2 separate regions of the Neogale vison genome follow, and region 1 is linked to region 2. Evidence: chromatin contacts called from public Hi-C data. All regions are on one chromosome and are shown on one strand. Each heading gives the region's core, a stretch centred on a gene start, on an enhancer-like site or on the middle of the called end of the contact. The rest is flanking DNA. Distances are from core to core; before and after follow the strand shown.

Evidence for each region. A called contact is a pair of places that touch in the nucleus more often than the background predicts.
Region 1: a Hi-C map of fibroblasts shows a contact between it and region 2, with 5 times the contacts expected there. The contact joins the enhancer-like site here to the promoter of JUN in region 2. A contact is called at or near these places in 2 of 3 Hi-C or Micro-C datasets (fibroblasts and muscle).

What each region holds. Positions count from the first base shown.
Region 1 is chr2:48,063,890-48,068,560 of ASM_NN_V1, forward strand. No RefSeq gene overlaps it. Among named protein-coding and RNA genes, the nearest start is that of JUN, 110 kb to the left of the region's middle. Within about 2 kb of position 2,907, the one cell type or tissue checked has open chromatin away from gene starts, as enhancers often do. A contact at or near this core is called in fibroblasts, where this site is marked.
Region 2 is chr2:47,950,387-47,954,932 of ASM_NN_V1, forward strand. JUN (transcription factor AP-1) reads right to left here and starts at 2,525. Exons shown (of 1, transcript XM_044238339.1): 1 at 1-2,525. The coding sequence starts at 1,543. The coding sequence ends at 539. It overlaps LOC122900026 (a long non-coding RNA gene), which reads left to right and starts at 3,354. Exons shown (of 3, transcript XR_006383162.1): 1 at 3,354-3,378; 2 at 3,972-4,178.

The sequences.
Region 1 (4,671 bases), core at 1,657-4,156, 110 kb after region 2:
TCCTTTCCCCCCAAGTTTCCTTATTAATTAAATAAATGGGACAGCCGCATTCCCTGCATCTCATTCAGTGCTTGAATGTGAGCTTAGTTTTGGAGTCGGCTTTCCAATCTCGGCTTAAGGGACATTAGTCACTCAGAGCAAAATGTGGCATTTGAACAGCTGTCTTGGGCTTTCAGAGTCCAGGGCCTACAGGGTTGGAGAAAGTGGGGGGGATGGAACCAGTATGTATGTACTGAAAACCTACTCCATGCCAGGCACCAGTGACTTTGTAAAGAGTGTCTCCTTTAGTTCTCTGAATGGCCCATAATGACGATGCGTTCTTTTTGGTTTGAGATCTGTCTTCTCTGGGTACAGCACAGTTAAAAACGTGTCACACATCATGCAGCTTATGAGTCGTGGAGCTGGGACTTAAACAATCTGATTCTAGAGCTCATACTCAAATGTTGCCCTGTATGCACCTCGTTTAATCCCCCCAAACCCAAGACACAGGCACTGTTATTATCAGATCTGCTTTCCAGATGAGCAGCCAGAAGCGCAAGAAAGCACTTTTCCCAACAGAACCCAAGTGCAGATTAGAATTCTGTGATCCTGGGCACGTCCGTCCAGCCCTTGTCCACCCTTCGTTAGTTCAACAGATAGTGGCAAGTGTTTATTCTATCCCAGGGACCGTCTTGTCCCTAGAGATGAAAAGATGTGGCCTCAGTCAGTTAAGTGTCTGCCTTCTGGTCCGGTCATGATCCCAGGGTCCTGGGATTGGCTCCCTGCTCAGTGGGGAGCCTGCTTCTCTCTCTCCTCTGCCCCTCCCTGCTTGTGTTCTCTCTCTCTCTCTCTCTTTCTCTCTCATTCTTGCTCTCTCTCAAATAAATAAATACAATCCTTAAAAAAAAAAAAAAAAAGATACATTTGGAGCCCCTGTTTTTCAAAACCCAGAATCCAGAGAGGAAGGGAAAAGACCTCAATGACAATGAGGAATGCAGTCACAGTGTGAGAGGGGCCCTGGGAGGTTCCTATAAAGAATTATAGGAACCCAAATGAAAAAGCATCACGCTGCCTGCTGAAGGAAGAAAGGAAGGCTCTAGAGAGGAGGGCCATGGCACCAACAACTATGTGCTCCCCAGACGGAAAAAGGGAGGGGGGTACTTGAGGCAGAGAGACAGACCATCAAAGGCAAAAAGTAGCATAGGATAATAGCCGCTCATTAATCGATGCCCACCTACCACGGCTTTCAGTACCATCTCTGTAATCCCCACGACAGCTCTGTGAGCAGGTGTTATTCACAGGCACACAGAGGTCTCATCTCTGTGCGTGTGCTCTCACAGTACCTTGCCCACGATCGCATAGCTGCTAAGGAATCAAGCTGGGATTCAACCCTAGGCAGCCTGGCTTCAGAGCCCACGCTCTCAGCGACTCGGCTCAGAGTTTGGGGCCACTGGCCAGGAGTTCCTCATGCGTGTGCCAGGCCATGAGACAAGCCACATAAGCAGGAATTAGGTCCAAAGGGTCTTCCTTTCCTCAGAAGACCTTAGCCGTTCTCGAGTCAAGGACCCTGGACCTTTTGGGATTCATAAAAATAATCATGCCACCCCGTGCGCAGGCGCATATGTGTGCGCACAGCTGAGGACCGCCATCCACCTTTCTCTATAATGACATGTCAACATTATTTGCTATTGATGGAACCACATCTTTTTACTGTCGGAATATTGGGTGTCTTCTACCCAGTGGGATTTTCCTGGCTTCAATGTCTGTATTAGAATCCTTGTCCATTTTCTGCTTTCCCTTGCCAGACTGGGAAGCACTGGGGATTGGGGGGTGGGGTGGGCGTTGGAGGGTGCAGGAGGATGGACGGAGCTCTTGTCCACCCTCTCCTTCGCCATCCCCCCAGGACACAGCAGTGGGCCTGGGACATGGTAGTTACACACTAAATATTTGTTGAGTGAATGACTATTTGTGGAATGAACTCTGGGCCTTTGGTCCATAACTTACGTAGTGAGTAAATGAATTAATTATGACTTAACAAATCTGATTTACACTCTTTAATTGATAGGACGGGAGGGAATAACATTAGGGTTTTTTTTGTTTTGTTTTGTTTTTTAACATTAGGGTCTTTTGAAGGTGAGAAATGTAGACATGATTGGTCCAGATGAGTGGTTTATAAAATAAAACTGTACTTTTGGAAAATCTTGCCTTTGGGGGTTTTGATTCAGTGGGTTGGAGGTGGTGCTTGAGTTTCCCAGGTGATTCTGAAATGACCAGGTCAGTATGTGGGTATGGCACACGTGAATCCCTTCCTGTCCTGTTTTTGTCTTTTTCCTCATCTCCTTCCACTTGCGCTTGACTTCCTTGAGCGATGGGAGCTTACTACCTCACAAAGCAGGCTGCCCGACCTACTGGCACAACAACGGCAATAATAGTAACAAGGACAGCAACCGGGGGACATAAACCAAGCGTTTCTTATGTGTTAGTTTACTGCACATAGGTTACTGAATCCAAAGGCCAGGCATTATTTACCCCCATTTCACAGCTAAAGAAACTGAAACTGAAGTTCAGTGATTGAACTTCAGAGGTGGTGAGGGGCAGGCCCGGAATTCCAGCCACCCTGGCTTGTCTGCCCGTGTGCTTCTCTGAGGCCTTGGAGCAGGTCCCGGCTGGTGGTGGAGGCGTGGACGGGGGTTTTAGGGCCTCCTCAGGCCGAAGGCAGCCAGGCCTGCCACATCCGCAGGCGGCCCAGGCTCCAGACTCTGCTCCGCCCAGCCCTCTGATCCTTCCCCATAGAAGGTAAACCCAGGCAGGATCCCATGAGGGCTGGCTGGGCCTGGTGTCCTGCTGGTTTCAGTTTCTGAAGAGCCCAGCCTTGAGCAAACACAGGCGGGGAGGTTTCTGGAAGCCTTCCCAACAGATAGCAGATTAACTCCCTGCTGCCTGGGAGCCACCCACGGGGGGGGGGGGGGGGGGGGGGTAAGGGCTGGCTTACCAGCAGGCAGCCTCCTTGGCAGTCCTGGCGTCTCCACTGGTGGGCAGGACACCCCTGGCTTCCCAGAACCACCTGAAGCCTGAGAAGGCACACAGTGACCTGCCAAGATGCCAGGACTTCTGGGCAGCTCAAGGTTCCAGCTCAAGCTAGGCTCTCTTCAGGACCTCTGGGCTTGGGGAGAAGGGGCTGAGGCACCCCCACAACCCCACCCTCCAAATATGATGCATCTCCCTGCCTCAGCGGGCCCCTTCTCTCTCTCACTAGGGCATTCTTGTTCCAACACGTTAGCAAACCTCTTTGAATGTTTGTTTTCTTTCTGAGAAAGAGGCTGAGGGACATTGCCAAGACCAACATGAACTCAAAACACAGGGCATTCTCTGTTTGTTGGGTATTTTTCTGGACAGACAGACCTGGGTCTGAAAACCAGTCCTGCTACTTCCTAGCCGGTGACCTTTGTGTAAATTTCTTAACCTCGCTGAAAAAATGGGGATAATGATACTTATCTTTAAGATAGGTTCGGAGGAGTAGATTAGATAAATATAGATTATACGTATTAAGTACTTAATGCCCTCCATCAATGGCAATTAACATTATCATTAATTATATTATTATTATGAATGACTAATAACCCACTCAGGATTATTACTAATGCCACTGTGAGCATAAGTGCAAAAAAATAAGCTCAATTAAAAATTTTTACGGAGGCAAATAGTTTTATAATAGGTAAATAAAGAAAGAGGAACAACACTGGGTTGAGAAGTATATACACATGATCTCATTTAATATTCAAACAGCTTCACAAGGCAGGCATTATTATCCCCATTCTACAGAAGAGGAAGTTGAGGTTTCTGTAGGTTAAGTAACTTGTCCTTCTCACACACTGAGTTAATGTCTGGTGTCCTGGCCTCCTGCCTCCCTGGTGCCCCTGAAAACCTGCCGCTTCCCACCTGTCTATCTCAGCAAAGATGCTTCTATCTGTAGGGAATACTTCTATCTGTAGGGAATACCCCTACGCTCAGCAGCTTAGAGGAAAACAAGCCAGTTTTGGAAACTGGCTAAAGGCCGCCTCCTCCAGGAAGCTGTCCTAGTTTTCTCACTCCTCACCTTGCAGAATTAAACCCTCCCTCTCTCGCTCTCCTGGGGCCTGAAGCATGTGACTACACACTCTTGGGGGTTTTGTTTCTCCTCTAGAAAGTAGGTTCCTCTGAAGGAGACACCACACACTTTTTTTTTCACTTTAGGAAGGTCGGTATGTGTGTGTGGTTAAGGACCCAGGCTTTCAAGCCCAGGCTCACATCTAGGCTTTACTGCTAGCTGGAAGTGAGGCTTGAGTAAGTAACTTAACTTCTCTCTCACTTCCTTTATCCATAAAATGGAGATTAACAATAAGATCAGCCTTCTACTCTGAAAAACAGTCTGAGGGGTTTGAAGTGGCGGGGGGGTGGGAGGTTGGGGTACCAGGTGGTGGGTATTATAGAGGGCACGGCTTGCATGGAGCACTGGGTGTGGTGAAAAAATAATGAATACTGTTTTTCTGAAAATAAATAAATTGAAAAAAAAAAAAAAAGATCAGCCTTCTGAGGTTGTTGTAAGGATTCAATGAGTTAGTACATGTAAGGAAGATAGGATCATTGAAGGTCCTGAATGTTGCTTCTTAACAGAAAACAGAGACATTAAAAGAACACTACTGAGCATGGGAG
Region 2 (4,546 bases), core at 1,275-3,774:
TATATATGTACATACACAGTTAAGGAAGGCAGGCCAGAAAGAGTTCATCTGCAGGCTCAGCCTCGCTCTCACAAACCTCCCTCCCGCCTCCCCTCCCCCAACCCCCGCCCCCCTTTGTGTTCTTAAGGAGTACTACAGAAGCAATCTACAGTCTCTATTGCAGTTTGGAACCCCCCCCCTCCCCCCCCTTTAATACTGAATGAGATCGAATGTTAGGTCCATGCAGTTCTTGGTCAATGTTAAAGAAAAGTCTAACGTTCTGTTCCTGCGGGGACAGCCCGTCCGCAAAGCGGGGCAGCCCGCAGGCAGCCGCTCCCTGGCCCCATGCCAAGGGAGGGCGCGCCAAGTCCTTCCCACTCGTGCACACTGGGGGCGCCGTCAGGACGCCGCCCAGTCCAACTTGGATACCCTTGGCTTTAGTCCTTGGACACTTCTTTTCTCTCTCTCTCTCGCTCTCTCAACTTGTCAAGTTCTCAAGTCTGTCTCTCTGTGTAATTTTTTTTTTCTCTGTTGTCCCTCAGCCCCCGACAGTCTCTCTTCAAAACGTTTGCAACTGCTGCGTTAGCATGAGTTGGCACCCACTGTTAACGTGGTTCATGACTTTCTGTTTAAGCTGTGCCACCTGTTCCCTGAGCATGTTGGCCGTGGACGCCAGCTCCGAGTTCTGCGCTTTCAAGGTTTTCACTTTTTCCTCCAGCCGGGCGATCCTCTCCAGCTTCCTTTTCCGGCACTTGGAGGCAGCTATGCGGTTCCTCATGCGCTTCCTCTCTGCCTTGATCCTCTCCTGCGACTCCATGTCGATGGGGGACAGGGGCGGCGTTTCCCCGGGCATCTCGGGCACCGTCTGCGGCTCCTCCTTCAAGGCCTGCAGCCGCGGGTGCTGCACGGGGAGCTGCTGGGGCAGGTGGTGCGGCGGCTGCGGGGGCTGCTGCTGCTGCTGGGGCTGCGCGGGAAAGGCCAGGCCGGCAGCGCCGTAGGAGGGCGCCCCGCCGCCGCTGCTCAGCGCGCCGGGGTTGAAGTTGCTGAGGTTGGCGTAGACCGGCGGCTCGCTGTGCAGGCTGGCACTGAAGCCGCCGCTGCCGCTGCCACCCGCCGCCGAAGCCACTGCCGGAGCCACCATGCCCGCCCCGCTGACCGGCTGCGCCGCCGACGTGACGCTGGGCAGCGTGTTCTGGCTGTGCAGTTCGGCCAGGGCGCGCACGAAACCCTCGGCGAAGCCCTCCTGCTCGTCTGTCACGTTTTTAGGGCACAAGAACTGCGTGGGGGTCGGCGTGGTGGTGATGTGCCCGTTGCTGGACTGGATTATCAGGCGCTCCAGCTCGGGCGAGGCCAGCTTGAGCAGCCCCACGTCGGGTGAGGTGAGGAGGTCCGAGTTCTTGGCCCGGAGGTGCGGCTTCAGGCTGCCCACCGGGTCGGCCAGGTTCAGGGTCATACTCTGTTTCAGGATCTTGGGGTTACTGTAGCCGTAGGCGCCGCTCTCAGACTGGAGGAACGAGGCATTCAGGGCATCGTCGTAGAAGGTCGTTTCCATCTTTGCAGTCATAGAACAGTCCGTCACTTCACGTGGGGTTAGTTTGGGCTGCGCGCAGAAGTTTCGGGGCCGCAACAGCGCGCTGGCGAGCGGGGGGCACCCGCGCCTCCCCGGGCCCTGGGCAAGGAAAGTTTCTCGAGAGGCGCGCGCACCCGCCGGCTGTCCTCCCCCCTGCGCCCTGCTCACCAGCTCGCTCCCCAGGCGCTCAGAGGTCAGGTGCCGCCCGCACTCTTGTCAGCTCGCGCGCGCAGCCCGGCTTTGAAAAGTCGCGGTCACTCACGAAGCGCTCTCGGGCGCAGCGGTTCCTGGGAGCCGGCGGACGAATGCGCTTCCCGGCGACAGCGGCCTTCCCGGCGGCAGCAGTCAGCGCCGATCCCGCTGTGGCCGGCCGGCGGCGGCTCTCCGCCGCCCCAACGCCGACGACTGTCCCCTCCTCCGCTGCGAGGGGGAGGCGGCGCCTGGCAGCCGCGGCTCGCGCTCGCCCAAGTTCAGCAACCGGTGCGAGAGAAGCTGAGCGCACGTCCCTCCTCGGTCTCCTCTCTCCGCCGCCTTCTCGTCTTCACCGCCGCCGCCACAGCTTCACGCGCAGCAAAGCTTTGCAAAAGTTCGCTCCGGGACCCGGGCCACTTGTCCCCTGTCCTCCTGGCCAGGAAAGTTCTTGGCCGCTGCAGCCGCTCTCCGGACTTCCCCGGACGGACTGCCGCCTCGCTCCGCGCTGTCAGCAGCTCCCGGGCAGCGGGGCTCTTCTCCTGGGGGCGGCTGGAGAAGGGGCTCTCCGGACGCTCCCCAAAACACCAGCCCCGGAGCCACAGGCGCTAGCTCTGGGCAGTTGGTGAGAAAGCAGAAAAGAAAACCGGATTTGCAGCTCGGACACCACTGCCGCCTTGCCTGCCTGTGTCTGCCTGTCTCCCTGAGTCCGCGAACCTCCACTCCCGCCTTGGTGGTTCAGCCACACTCCGTGCAACTCTGAGCCCTTATCCAGCCCGAGCTCAACACTTATCTGCTACCAGTCAACCCCTAAAAATAGCCCATGATGTCACCCCAAGGCCTTCCCATTGGCTCGCGTCGCTCTCAAGGGGGCGGGCCCGCCCGTCGCCATGGAGACCCCACCCTAGAAGATTCTTCTCTAGACCCGCGGAGGCTCACGGGATGAGGTAATGCTCCGCTGCCCTCCTACAGTTGGGCCCTTCTTTCTCCTCCTCTCCCCCTCCCCCTCCCGCGCGATTCGCGCCGGGCTCTTTCCCCTCCCCTCCCCGGCGCGTCTTTCCCGGCCCGCCCGGTGCATTGTGGGCTGACGTCTTGGGGTTTGACTGTCTAGTGACGGTGGCTACAGCGAGTCGGGTGGACGCGGGCTCTCGCAGCCTCCGACCGAGGCGGGCTCAAGTTCAGGGCTTGGGCGGGAATGCAGGGGACTCAGGCACCCGGAAGGCTCGGAAACCGAGCCAGGTGTCTGGGGCTGAGAGCGCTGGGTGTGGGGTATTTCCCCGCTTGGGGTGCTCGCTATTATCCACCGGCACTTCGCCGCCTTGCGGGGCAGGAGGCTGTTCGCTCGGGTGTGTGCCCTCCCCGCACTTCCGGGGGGCGGGAGCACCGCCCTTAAGGTGGCTCTGTTAAGTCCCCTGTGGGGGCGAGTGAAAGTGGGCTTAAGTTTAGGGGCGGTCTCGGGAGAGCGGGCCCCCCACGTTGAGAACGCTGCAAAGTTTGTCTCCTGGTCAAGTTCACGAGCGATCGTCCGCGCTGCTGTTTGGCTGAGCCCAGAAGCCAAGTGATTTGCATTGCTCGAAACTCGGTGCTCAGCGAAGTCTGCGTTGCACCCCCACTGCACCCTCCAGACCATGGGAGAAAGGGTGCGCGGGCTCAGTTTTGCCTTGATGGGGAAGTTTTTCTATAGGGGGTAGAATTAGGGGGCAACTCAGCTTCCAGTTGTGAATGCGCGTTTAGGGAATCCGAAACTTGGGGAACCCCGGTGATCGTCTGCTACCCGCCCCCGCACAACATGCAACCATAGTTCACAAACACACGCGCGGGCGCGCGCGCGCGCACACACACACACACACACACACACACCCCACACACACACACACACACACACGCCACACACCTCCCGTCCTGATTTGTTTACAGGAAAACAAGTCCGAGAGCGTCAGATAACTCAGGAAAAAGTCACGCAGCGAGTCAGGGGTAGTGACCAGGATTTAAGATCTCTCCGCTCCGGGCCAGGTGGTGGGCCCATATCCTGGGTAGCCTCTAGGAAGCGCTAGACACATATAAGTGGTTCCTTTTTCTGCGGTTATTTTCTCCTCCTCCTACCCCACAGCCCTTAGGGAGAAAAGTGTATGGCGGAAGGAATATCCAAATTGGGGATCGTGGGTTCTCGCGTGCCCAGCGCTGCCACGGTGTGAAGTGACCTAATTGCCGAACTTCTCTTGAATTCGTTCAGGTCTGCAAGTGGGGCCGGTGAGACCCAACACACTGGGCTGAGCTAGTGGGACATCGTCGCCTCCAGGGCCAGGAGGTGGTCGCCGAACAAACCCCTTTTCTACCCTCCTTCGGAGTTTCCCAGAACCTCGATGAAATGACGGAATATGAGTGTGACTTGGCTGAACCAGGTGTCCTTACCCCTGTGAGGAGCGGTGAGGAGAGGAAGGTGAGGGAGGAAAGGGTCAGAAGTAAGCACTTTCCCGGACCTCCTGTGGAGGACTGGGGTTTGAAGTCAGACTTGCTGCAATTTGTGTTCTCAGATTCTAATTTTGGCTTTTCAGCTTCTGAACTTAGGGGGAATTCAGCCTTGGGTTTATAGCCCAGAGCTTTACGGTATTTGTGGCTTTGAGAGTTCAGATTCAAGGGCCCAATAGCAGCTGGTGTCAGAAATCTTGACAACTTTTCTTCACCCCACGCACTCACCTCTCCTTCCCTCCTGCAGCAGAGGGAAACTGAGCAGCTCCTGTGAGCCAGGCACTGAGCTGCGGTAGGGGGATAGAGTGATGACAAGACCCAGTTATTTTCCTTGAGAAG